Regions from separate parts of the Danio rerio genome. Here all the other regions are linked to region 2. A link is a contact called in public HiChIP or PLAC-seq data. All regions are on one chromosome and are shown on one strand. The core of a region is the stretch at or near the end of the contact, and the rest is flanking DNA. Distances in the headings are between cores, read along the strand shown.

What was found. HiChIP or PLAC-seq counts read pairs in DNA pulled down with a chosen protein or histone mark.
Region 1: an H3K4me3 HiChIP or PLAC-seq map of embryo shows a contact between it and region 2, with 2.7 times the contacts expected there. The contact joins the promoter of ptena here to the promoter of slc18a2 in region 2. A contact is called at or near these places in 2 of 4 datasets of contacts at active chromatin or transcription factors (embryo and pancreas).
Region 3: a contact with region 2 is called in an H3K4me3 HiChIP or PLAC-seq map of gastrula embryo, with 4 times the contacts expected there. The contact joins the promoter of pdzd8 here to the promoter of slc18a2 in region 2. A contact is called at or near these places in 1 of 18 Hi-C or Micro-C datasets (hematopoietic stem cells) and 2 of 4 datasets of contacts at active chromatin or transcription factors (embryo and gastrula embryo).

What each region holds. Positions count from the first base shown.
Region 1 is chr17:25,017,641-25,020,755 of GRCz12tu, forward strand. It overlaps ptena (phosphatase and tensin homolog A), which reads right to left and starts at 1,406. Exons shown (of 10, transcript NM_200708.2): 1 at 1,115-1,406. The coding sequence starts at 1,199.
Region 2 is chr17:25,134,585-25,137,925 of GRCz12tu, forward strand. slc18a2 (solute carrier family 18 member 2) reads left to right here and starts at 1,541. Exons shown (of 16, transcript NM_001256225.2): 1 at 1,541-1,634; 2 at 1,915-2,092. The coding sequence starts at 1,960. LOC137488938 reads left to right here. Exons shown (of 4, transcript XM_073928518.1): 4 at 1-46.
Region 3 is chr17:25,242,264-25,245,535 of GRCz12tu, forward strand. pdzd8 (PDZ domain containing 8) reads right to left here and starts at 1,433. Exons shown (of 5, transcript XM_684682.11): 1 at 403-1,433. The coding sequence starts at 1,292. It also overlaps a transcript of pex13 not described here.

The sequences.
Region 1 (3,115 bases), core at 156-2,655, 120 kb before region 2:
ATAACTTCTTCAACAGTCATGATGAGTTTACGATCAAAAGGGAATTTCCACCAGAGTTCTGTTTTTTGAGGCATGTAAATGCTTGGAAAAATAAAATATTCCTTTCATTTTGTTGTGTAATAATAATAGGTCAAGAGCCAGGGTGATTAACTGGCCATTATTTGAGAGAGAGCTTGGCTTTTTTAGATCCTAAACCATCTGACAACTTTGTCAACTGGTTTTAGTCACTTCTGTTTTCAAAATCCCAATTAATTTAGCACGAAAATAAATTTATGAGCACATCACAGAGAGTTATCAGCCACTAACCAGAGAGATTTCTAGATAAAGGGTTTTCAGTGGCTGATATCGGTCAACCGCTAATACAGGTACAATAAATAAAATGTTAATCGTTCAGACATCAGAATCATGACCACAATTTATCATCACCCACAGCATTAAGACGTGATGACGAGGCAGGTTCCAAGTGAATGAGTAATTACCTTTTTGATACGATAAAGATGTCAGACACTTTCTTGGCCATGAAGTAACAGGGCGATCTTGTGTTGGCAAATCAGTGAATTCAGAGATTTCTAAGAATAGCAATGTTTAAACACAATGACTGCACTGCATTATCCATTAGCTTCAGTGAATAGACCTCTCATGTCTTTACATGATCAATAGCACTGTCATTAGAGAGTACAAGAAATCACAGAGGTGTCAATACACTCTGATTTGTTCAATCTCTTCAGCAAACTACTGTCATTGTTGTGCTAAGCACATACAGGAGCTGTCAAAAAGCAAAACACGCCGCGATTACACAAAATGACAGGGCCTCCTATACTGTATGTAATTCTGCCTGTCTGGAAGGAAGCTGTCTGCCATTACAGCCTTGATGCTGTCAAACCAGATATCTGAGCACGGCCATCCCACTAAGTGAGGTTAAACACAGTATTTCACTATTAACAGAGCAAGTGCGTCATGACTAAGCATTAAAAAAGGTTTTTAGCCAAGATAGAAAAAGTCTTAAAAATAAGAAAGTCGTATTGTTACAGCTTCACCTCGCTAAAGCGTGACGTTTTAAAGACATAACACATATGTATAACTAACACAGACAGAAAATATCAAGCAAGGATACAAGTGAGGTCCAAATCAAATCCATCCTCCTGGTACCTCCGCTTATTCCGACTGACTATTTCTTTTAGTTTAGCAGTCATTGCCATGACAGCAGTTCAAAACACTTCAGTTTTATTCCGGTTTATTGTCAGAATGGGGGTAATGTTTGCTCGGGATGGCTCCGTGCCTCGCTCACCCTTGACTGTGTATGTGTGGCCCGGTGGGTCTTGCGCAGCGGGCCGGATTAGAGTTTCTCGCAGACGGGCCTCTATCCGCTCCGGCGCAGCAGGCCCGACTCTCCCGGTCCCGATCGCTCAGTCCTCCGAGCTGCTGAAAAGGTCCTCCGATCCCGCGGCCCGGTCAAACCGGAACGCATCCGATATAATAACAATAATAGTAAGGCAGAAGTCTGTGTGTCCGGCGCGCGCGCCGTGATCAGGTCCAAAGAGAGGAGCGAATCCTCTCCATCTTCGCGCGAAGAAGAAAACACACAGGCGAGCCTTTCCCGACTAGCATCGCCCGCTAGCCACCACTGCTAAACCCCCCCTCAAAACCCTCCTAACGAATGATCATCGTCGTCGTTGGATGGCCGAGTTGGTTCCACGAAAAATACAACTGACAGTCTCCACCTGAACTGCGTGTTAGATGTGCGACGGTAGCCGTTGGAGAAGCGTGAAGATGCGCGGTTTATCGGCGGGACTCATCTCTCCTCAGGGTGCTCCGCAGCTCCGCTCTCAAACTGCCATCATGGCTTCCCACAGAGGAAAAAAGAACGTAGATCCGGCACGTTTACCCAGAAAAAAAGAAGGTATCTTGCGCCACGAGCAGAAATAGTGCGCGGACGCGTGCCGTTTAATGATGAAAATGAACCATCCAAACAGTCTCTTTTGAAAATATTAGCAAAGAAAAAATTGCAACTTTTAAAGCAGGCAGCGTAGAAGGACAATGAGATGCGTTCCACAGCGCAGTGTTGACAAAGCAAAATTCGCGTTGAAGGATATGAGCGGAAGGATATGCGTTTGAGGATGTACGCAGTGCGTCTCGCTGTCAGAGCGGTCACGTGCGCGCACGGTTGTCGGTACATTGTTTCGTTCCGTGCGGAGGGAGCGCTGCTTTCACCCCCCATACATCCAATAGAGTGAGTAACCTATATTCTCCAGGATGATTTCTACAGCTAAGCCTCGAGGGTCCTTCAGAGAACTCTAGGGGGTCCATGATGAAGATTTATAAATCATATTTTTGCATTCTCGTTGCATTTCTAACTATAGAATAACCTCATTTCTAACTTTATAACTAAATCAGTGATTGTCAGCCGTTTTGACTCAAGTGGCCATGGCAATATTCCAACGCAACCATTATTAGGTAAATCATTTTAAAAAATAGAAAAATTAAATAAAAATGTAGTCTCAGGTATGTAGGAAAAGTAGCCTAGGCCTATTCATTATAAAAAGACCATGATGGTTTAACATTTTAATAACATGACAACAAATCTCACCTAGAAGTCTCATCTTAATTATTTAATTTTATTAAAACTCAAATAATTGTATTTAAAATGCTAAGCACTCTAACACAACATTGTTTGTTCTTTGTAAAATGGCTGCTTTTTAAAATTTGGGTTGACTGTGAGGCTTCAAGGTGAAGTTTTCTGAATATATGATGGTGTGACCCTTGTTTCATTTTCCTTCCACTGAGGCCTTACAACCAAAACCACATGAAACATTGTCAACAGTGTTTAAACAAAGATAACACTATCTCTGTTTGTGTGTGTGTGTGTGTGTGTGTGTGTGTGTGTGTGTGTGTGTGTGTGTGGTGTGTTACTTCTAATGTTTTACTTCTTAATAGTTTAAATATAATGTACTATCCATAAATAGACTGTAAATAAATTTAACAGTTCTGTTATCAATTCAGACAGCAGAGTAATAGAGAAAAAATTCTGTTATTCAAATATATTTTTTATGTTTTATATGTTATATAATATAAAACTATATTATTAACACATTTTATTAATTAAATTAAAGCTGCA
Region 2 (3,341 bases), core at 291-2,790:
AGAATGCGAACCGCCAATAAACACCAGGAAGAAGAAGAAGAAGTTCAGTGCAAAGTCTTGTTTTGCCCTGGCTAACACTACTGAGCGTTCCCTGATCCTTGCCTGCTTTCCCCGTTGACAATTTTAGACTGTATCTCGACTCTGTCTTGCCTGCTACCTTCCCTGAACTCTAGCCTGCATCCTGACTTTGATCCTCGCCGCCTGCCTTTGACCCATGCCTGAATACTCACCTTGTGTTAGCCAGCCGCCAGCCCTTCGACTAACTACAACTGTGTTTTATGTGAGTTTGCACACGCTTAACATCTGTGTGCTGTTTGTATTAAACTCTGTTTAACAAATATACCGCAAATGGGTCCCTCTGTGTCAGACCCTCCGTTACACATTCAATAGGTAAATATCAAACTGGCCAGCGCATTCAATTTTCCTCAGTCAGAATTTGGCCTTTTGAATAAAAAAGTATTAAAATATAAATAATAATATTTAGTTACTTGTAAAATTTTCTGTATTTAAAAACAATACAGTAGCGGAAGATGACTTAGCTTGCGTTTCACAGATAAATGTTGGACTCATGAAAAGTAATTGTTAGAGTTGGCCAAACCTGATTAGCTTAAGTTACACTGAAGTGACAGCCAGCAGTCTTAAAGCCTTTTTCAATAGGTTATTTTCACTATTTATGTTGGCATAGTAGTAAAAGTAAGACAAATAAGCTCATGTATGAGACAGATTCTGAACCATTGTCAGTGTGGGGTGGGTCTTCCAAACCACCCGATTTAGCCAATTTAGCATAAAGTACATTTCGATCTACAGAAACCTTTATTGCTAACTTTTTGTGCAACTGACATGTTCAATAGATGTTAAAGGTTCTTTATGGAAACTGCTTTCATTTAAGAACCTTTCATTTTATGAACTCAATCATCTATAATTGAGTTGAACCAGCAGTTTCTAGTGATTTTAATGACTTTGGTTACCTGGTTCAGGTGTGTTTTATTAGCGTTGGCGAGGAAATTAGCAAAACAGTGGAGTTCCAGGAACAGACTTGAAAAACCAAAATAATAAATGTAACATCTCATATCTTCCACCGCCACAAGATGGCGCTAATGTAAAACTGCTGAAAAGGAGACTTTTGGTTAAACTAGATGATGCATTTGGATACTTTACCGATGCCAAACAGTTTGTTTAAACTCAACAAGTGAATGCAGCTTTCCTTCTGTAAATAACTTCCTAAGACCAGTCAAGCTGATTAAAACAACAGCATCATAATCTTAAAGCACATACATGACCGTGTGGAGACTATTCTATCTGCACACAATAAAAGCATGCATAGCCTTCAAAGAACTTCCTAAAGAGAACTTTCTGAAGACCTCAAACATATGTTGGTATATGTTTTGAATAAATGGGTAAAATATACAAAATAAAAGCAAATAAGGTGGTCCTGTCTATCTTTTATTTGTGTGTGAGTGTGTGTGTGTGTGTGACTGTGATGGTTAATTCGTTCGTGGCACAGCACACCCCATTTGAGATCTCTGTGAAACAGCGTGACGTCAAACACCAGTCAAGCAACTAAAACGCTCCGCATCCAGCGTGCCTTTCACCCGGGATCTGACAGCAAAGCTCAATGCAAATGTGCTTATAAGGTAAGAATGATCAAATTCTGAATATATCTATTTCGATGTATAATTCAGCCCATAATTTTAGACTTATATTTAAAATAAAAACTGAGTTGGTAGTTTATAATTTTCAGAGTGCTCAAGTGCACGCATTTATATTTTAATGCTTTGTTTATACTTAAATATTTGTCGTTTTCCTTACAATGGCCATCTCCTCGGGCGCCTCTCTTTGCAGGATCATTAAACACATTTTGCCTTATTAGATGTCACTGTGGTCTTTGACACTCGTTTTCTTGCTCTGTTGCAGGTTATTTCTCCCTCGCTCTCTGGCAGTTGGATTTTTATATTTAAAATGGGACTATTTGATGCTCTTAGAGATTTTAGTTTATTAACATGGCTAAGAGAAGAAAGACAGTCTCGGAGGCTGATTCTGTTGATCGTTTTCATTGCTTTGCTCTTGGACAACATGCTGTTGACGGTGGTCGGTGAGTGCTGTGTTGTTCACACACCTGTTACATGTGCGAGCACACACCAAACATGCATGCAAAGTGCTAAAAAACATAAGGCATTATATATATCACCTCATATATTGTCAGTGAATATTGAATAGTCCTGCTGAAAATAAAACAACAGAGCATCACATAATATCTTGGTTATCTTGGTTATCTATGGTTTCCAATACAAATATCACAAACTAGATAAATGTAACCATTAAAACCAGTACATAGATGGTTTCCATTTTTCTCAAAAAGTCGAATAAGCACGGACCTTAAAATTAAATTGCTATATTTTATTTATGCATTATTTATGCATGCATTTCTAGGCTACACATACTAAAAAAAGCAGAAGAAAAATATTTCTAATTCTCGACGGCGTATAATAATGTGACTAGAATATGCGTGATTTAACCAAGATTGTAGATTATTCCTGGTTGAACACCCTTATTGATCCAGTAACAATGTGTATGTTAATTAGGCTGATGAATACACGTTAAAACCGTAAACATTGATGTTTGATTAAAAATATTTCCCCAACTTAAAAATGCATTAAAAAGTGAAATAACAGGCTAACATTTTAATACGCGACAGACAATTCACGAAATGCATTTGTCGATGCTACGCGATTGTAAACTCCAAACTGTCCCTGAATTAAGGTATCATGTCCTCGAGCGCTGCCCGATCTCCATCCGCGCGCGCGCTCTCTCATTGAATGTGACACTGACGCGCGCTAAACTGTCTCTATTTGTTCTCACGTCCGCGAGCCAAGAAACGGGGACGGCAATTAAGCTAGAAATACACACGATGAATACGTTGTGTGTGTGTAAATACAGATGGACCCAAGTGAAAAATGAACCTGTCGTTCTTTGGCACAAGTGTTGAGTGAAGAGGCTTTCGAGCGTTATCGCACACGGTGTCCCTGTGGGTTATTTACGCTTGATAATGTCAAACGCATCTAAGCAGACCCAATTGTTCACGTGAAAGGTCAAATGTGGTCTCATACAGCTTGATAAATCGTCGCACTGCACTTTTTCGAGCAAATAAGTGTTAAACAGCGTTTCTAGCTGTCTAAATCTGATCTGTGGTTTTCTGAACAGGTTATGAACAAGTCGAATGAATACAATAATGATTAAAACAAACACAGAAGAGGCTCTAATGGTTTAAAAATGCTATTAAATACATTAAAAACCACCAGACTTCAATCAATAAAACATGTTAATGGTATCTTGTGCGCTTA
Region 3 (3,272 bases), core at 183-2,682, 110 kb after region 2:
CAACTACAATATTTCACATATTAAGTGGATCAAATCCATAATTTAATCCTTTTTCATGATCCAAAATAAAAAAAAATTAGTATTTATCAGCCAATGCTAATATGTGCATATCCCAAATCTTTTATCTAACTACTTGCCAAAAACAGGAAATAATATTTAGAAATTGGTTTGACATTTCAGTAATCACAAACCATTAAACATAATAACACTAGTCATCAAAAGCTGTCTCTCTTACACACACACCTCACAGCCACAAAATAAACCTTAATTCAGGAATGATTTTTAGGATCAAGTACAATGATTGACCCACAAGACCATATTCATTCCACGCCTGAGATCCCAGAAAAAAACTTAATAAAAAAATTCAGCGTTAAGCCAAAAGTTACTGAAGCAAGACATTACCTTATTTTGTAGTTTGGTAAGGTGTGCTTCCTCTTGATAACTCTCTTGAGCTGGTTGACTATGATGGAGGTGAGCTGAGGCAGAGGACGACCCTCAAACTGAGACTTCACCTCGAAGTCTATCAACGGGTCCTCCAGGAACGAGAAGGACCAGTGCGTGAAAGGCATGCGGGTGAACTGCAGCTTCAGGCGGCCTGCGACCCGGGTCATCTTGACGAACAGATAAGCCGATTTACCGAAAACCAGATCGACGTCGATGGCCAGATGAAAGCCGCCGTTATATTCCAAGTCAACCTCGAAATTCAGCTCCTCCGGCATGTTGTCTTCGTTGACAGCCACGGGTTTCATTAGTCTGGCTGTTTTGAAAACGGGCACCGAGTTGCCCAGGGAAACATCCCGCAGACTGAGCCCCTCCAGCAGGCGCCCGGCAGTCTTGGTCTGGAGGAGCTCCTCAAACTCTACCTTGATCTTTTTGGTGATCCAGTGCCGGACGACCGGCGTGTCTCGGAGCTCTCGGAATAAAAACAGAATGATGGCATTGAGGAAGTCGCATGTCTCGGCTTTGGAGCTGTGCTGAGGGTCGCTCAGGGAAGGCGGTGGCGGCGAGGATGGCTGCTGTTTGGGGCTGCTGCCGGGGACGGGGGTCTCTTGTTGCTTGGGAGAAGCGGCCTCCGGTTGTTTGGAGACTGGCGACGGGCTGTCCGGTTGTTGCGGCGCTGAATCGGCTTGCTGGCTGCTAAAATAATCCTTGAGCGCAGGATCAGGAACTACTTTGACATATTGCACTGTTCTGGCGACAGGCTCGGGGCTCCTCCGGTACAGCAGTAAGAGCTGCAGGAGGAGCGTGACGACGGCCCCGGAGAAGGCAGACAGTAATATCAGGTATATCATCTTCGGATCCCCCGCTGCGGCTTGCGGGTTAGAGTGTACTCATGTTCCGCTGTCAGCCCGATTAAACAAAAGCGAGTTCCACCTGGCCGCTCACAAAGCTGCCATATCATCTGCTCCTTTCCTGGGCTTCGGAAAACGGCCGCCGATTGGTGGAACGTAACGTCGCGTCATTGCGCTGAAAGCCCTGCGTCATGACGGCATCTGCCGGGCTGCGACCGAATGGCTTTGATCGCGACACATTTAATGCACATATTATTGACAAGAAACAAGTACTGTAAGGTTTTAAGCTGAATATGAACTGTTCTCGTGTTATCATGAAAAATAAATGTTATTACATTATCAATTTGTATTATTTTATATAAGTAGTTTTTATATAATACAAAATTGTCGAGTATTTTATATAATTTGTGTATTTTTTACTATAATACAATAGCCTAAATATAGAAAGAAATGCGAAAATACAATGACGATAACACAGGAATGTAGTAAGCATGTCTGTTAGAATTGCTGTTATTTATATTAATTAAATGGCCCATACTCAACCTATTTTTATTTCTAAATTAAAGCATATCTGTAGCTAATGTTTGTGCAAAAATTAAATGTCCTTATATTTCAATTTATACATTAATATGGCATACTTTTCATACAACAATATTGCGAAAAATACTAATTATATATAAAAGAATTATTGTTGAGTTTCGGCTAGAATGTTTATTATTATTTCTTACTTATAAAAGTATTTTCTAGCATATTGATGATTTTATCCACAAACAATTTTATTGTGTTAATAATTAAGGAATAAAAATAATTAAAATCTCGTTTGACATATCAGTATCAAAGTGTTTTGTTAGAGTTTAATTACTTCCATTAAGGACTTATGCTATATTTTATTATTATTATTATTATTATTATTACTACTACTACTACTACTACTATTATTTTTGTTATTATTGTTAATTTATTTATTCATTTTCCTTCAGCTTAGTCCCTTTATTCATCAGGGGTCACCACATCGGAATGAACCAACAACTTATCCAGCAAAGCGGATGCCCTTTCAGCTGCAACCTAGTAATGGAAAACACCCATACACACTCATACACTATGGCAAATTTAGTTTATTCAATTCACCAATAGTGCATGTCTTTGGAGTGTGGGGGAAACCAGGGCATCGGGAGGAAACACACGCCAACATAGGGAGAACATACAAACTCCACACAGAAATGCCAACAGACCCAGCCAGGACTTGAATCAGTGACCTTCTTGCTGTGAGGTAACAGTGCTAACCACTGAGCCACCGTGTCATCCCATTATGATGATGATGATTATTATTATTATTATTAGTAGTAGTAGTAGTAGTAGTAGTAGTAGTAGTAGTAGTAGTAGTAGTAGTAGTAGTAGTAGTAGTAGTACCCTATTAAAATTTTATTGGATATTATTTTGATTAATATTTAAGCATCATTACTGTAAATATTGTAATGAGGACACCCTTTTTATGTGAATATAGTGCAAAAACATTATTATTATGTTTACCTAACATTGTTTATGAAATAATAAATAGAATATGGAATAGAATAGAATGCCCTTTATTGTCACTGTACACATATACAATGTGCATTTTACACATGTGCGATGAGATTAAGTGCATCTCACTACTCAGTGCAAACATGTAAATATATCCTTACAATACAAATCACACTATACAACATGTTACAGTAGAAATTATATAGATGATAAACAGTAGAGCAAAATAGGGGATGAGAGGGGGTAGGGTGAGGTGAAGTAAACAGTTCTGTAAAAACCATGTCAGATTAAAAAAATCAGTTTACCAAAATCACATAATAGAGTTTGCAAGTAAAATAACTTGTAAGTGGTGGAAAGAGGCCCTTCATTTATTTATTTATTTATTTATTTATTTATTTATTTATTTATTTATTTGTTCTCTTGAAAGGCTACCAAGCCTAATGTGGTCAAAATGCATCG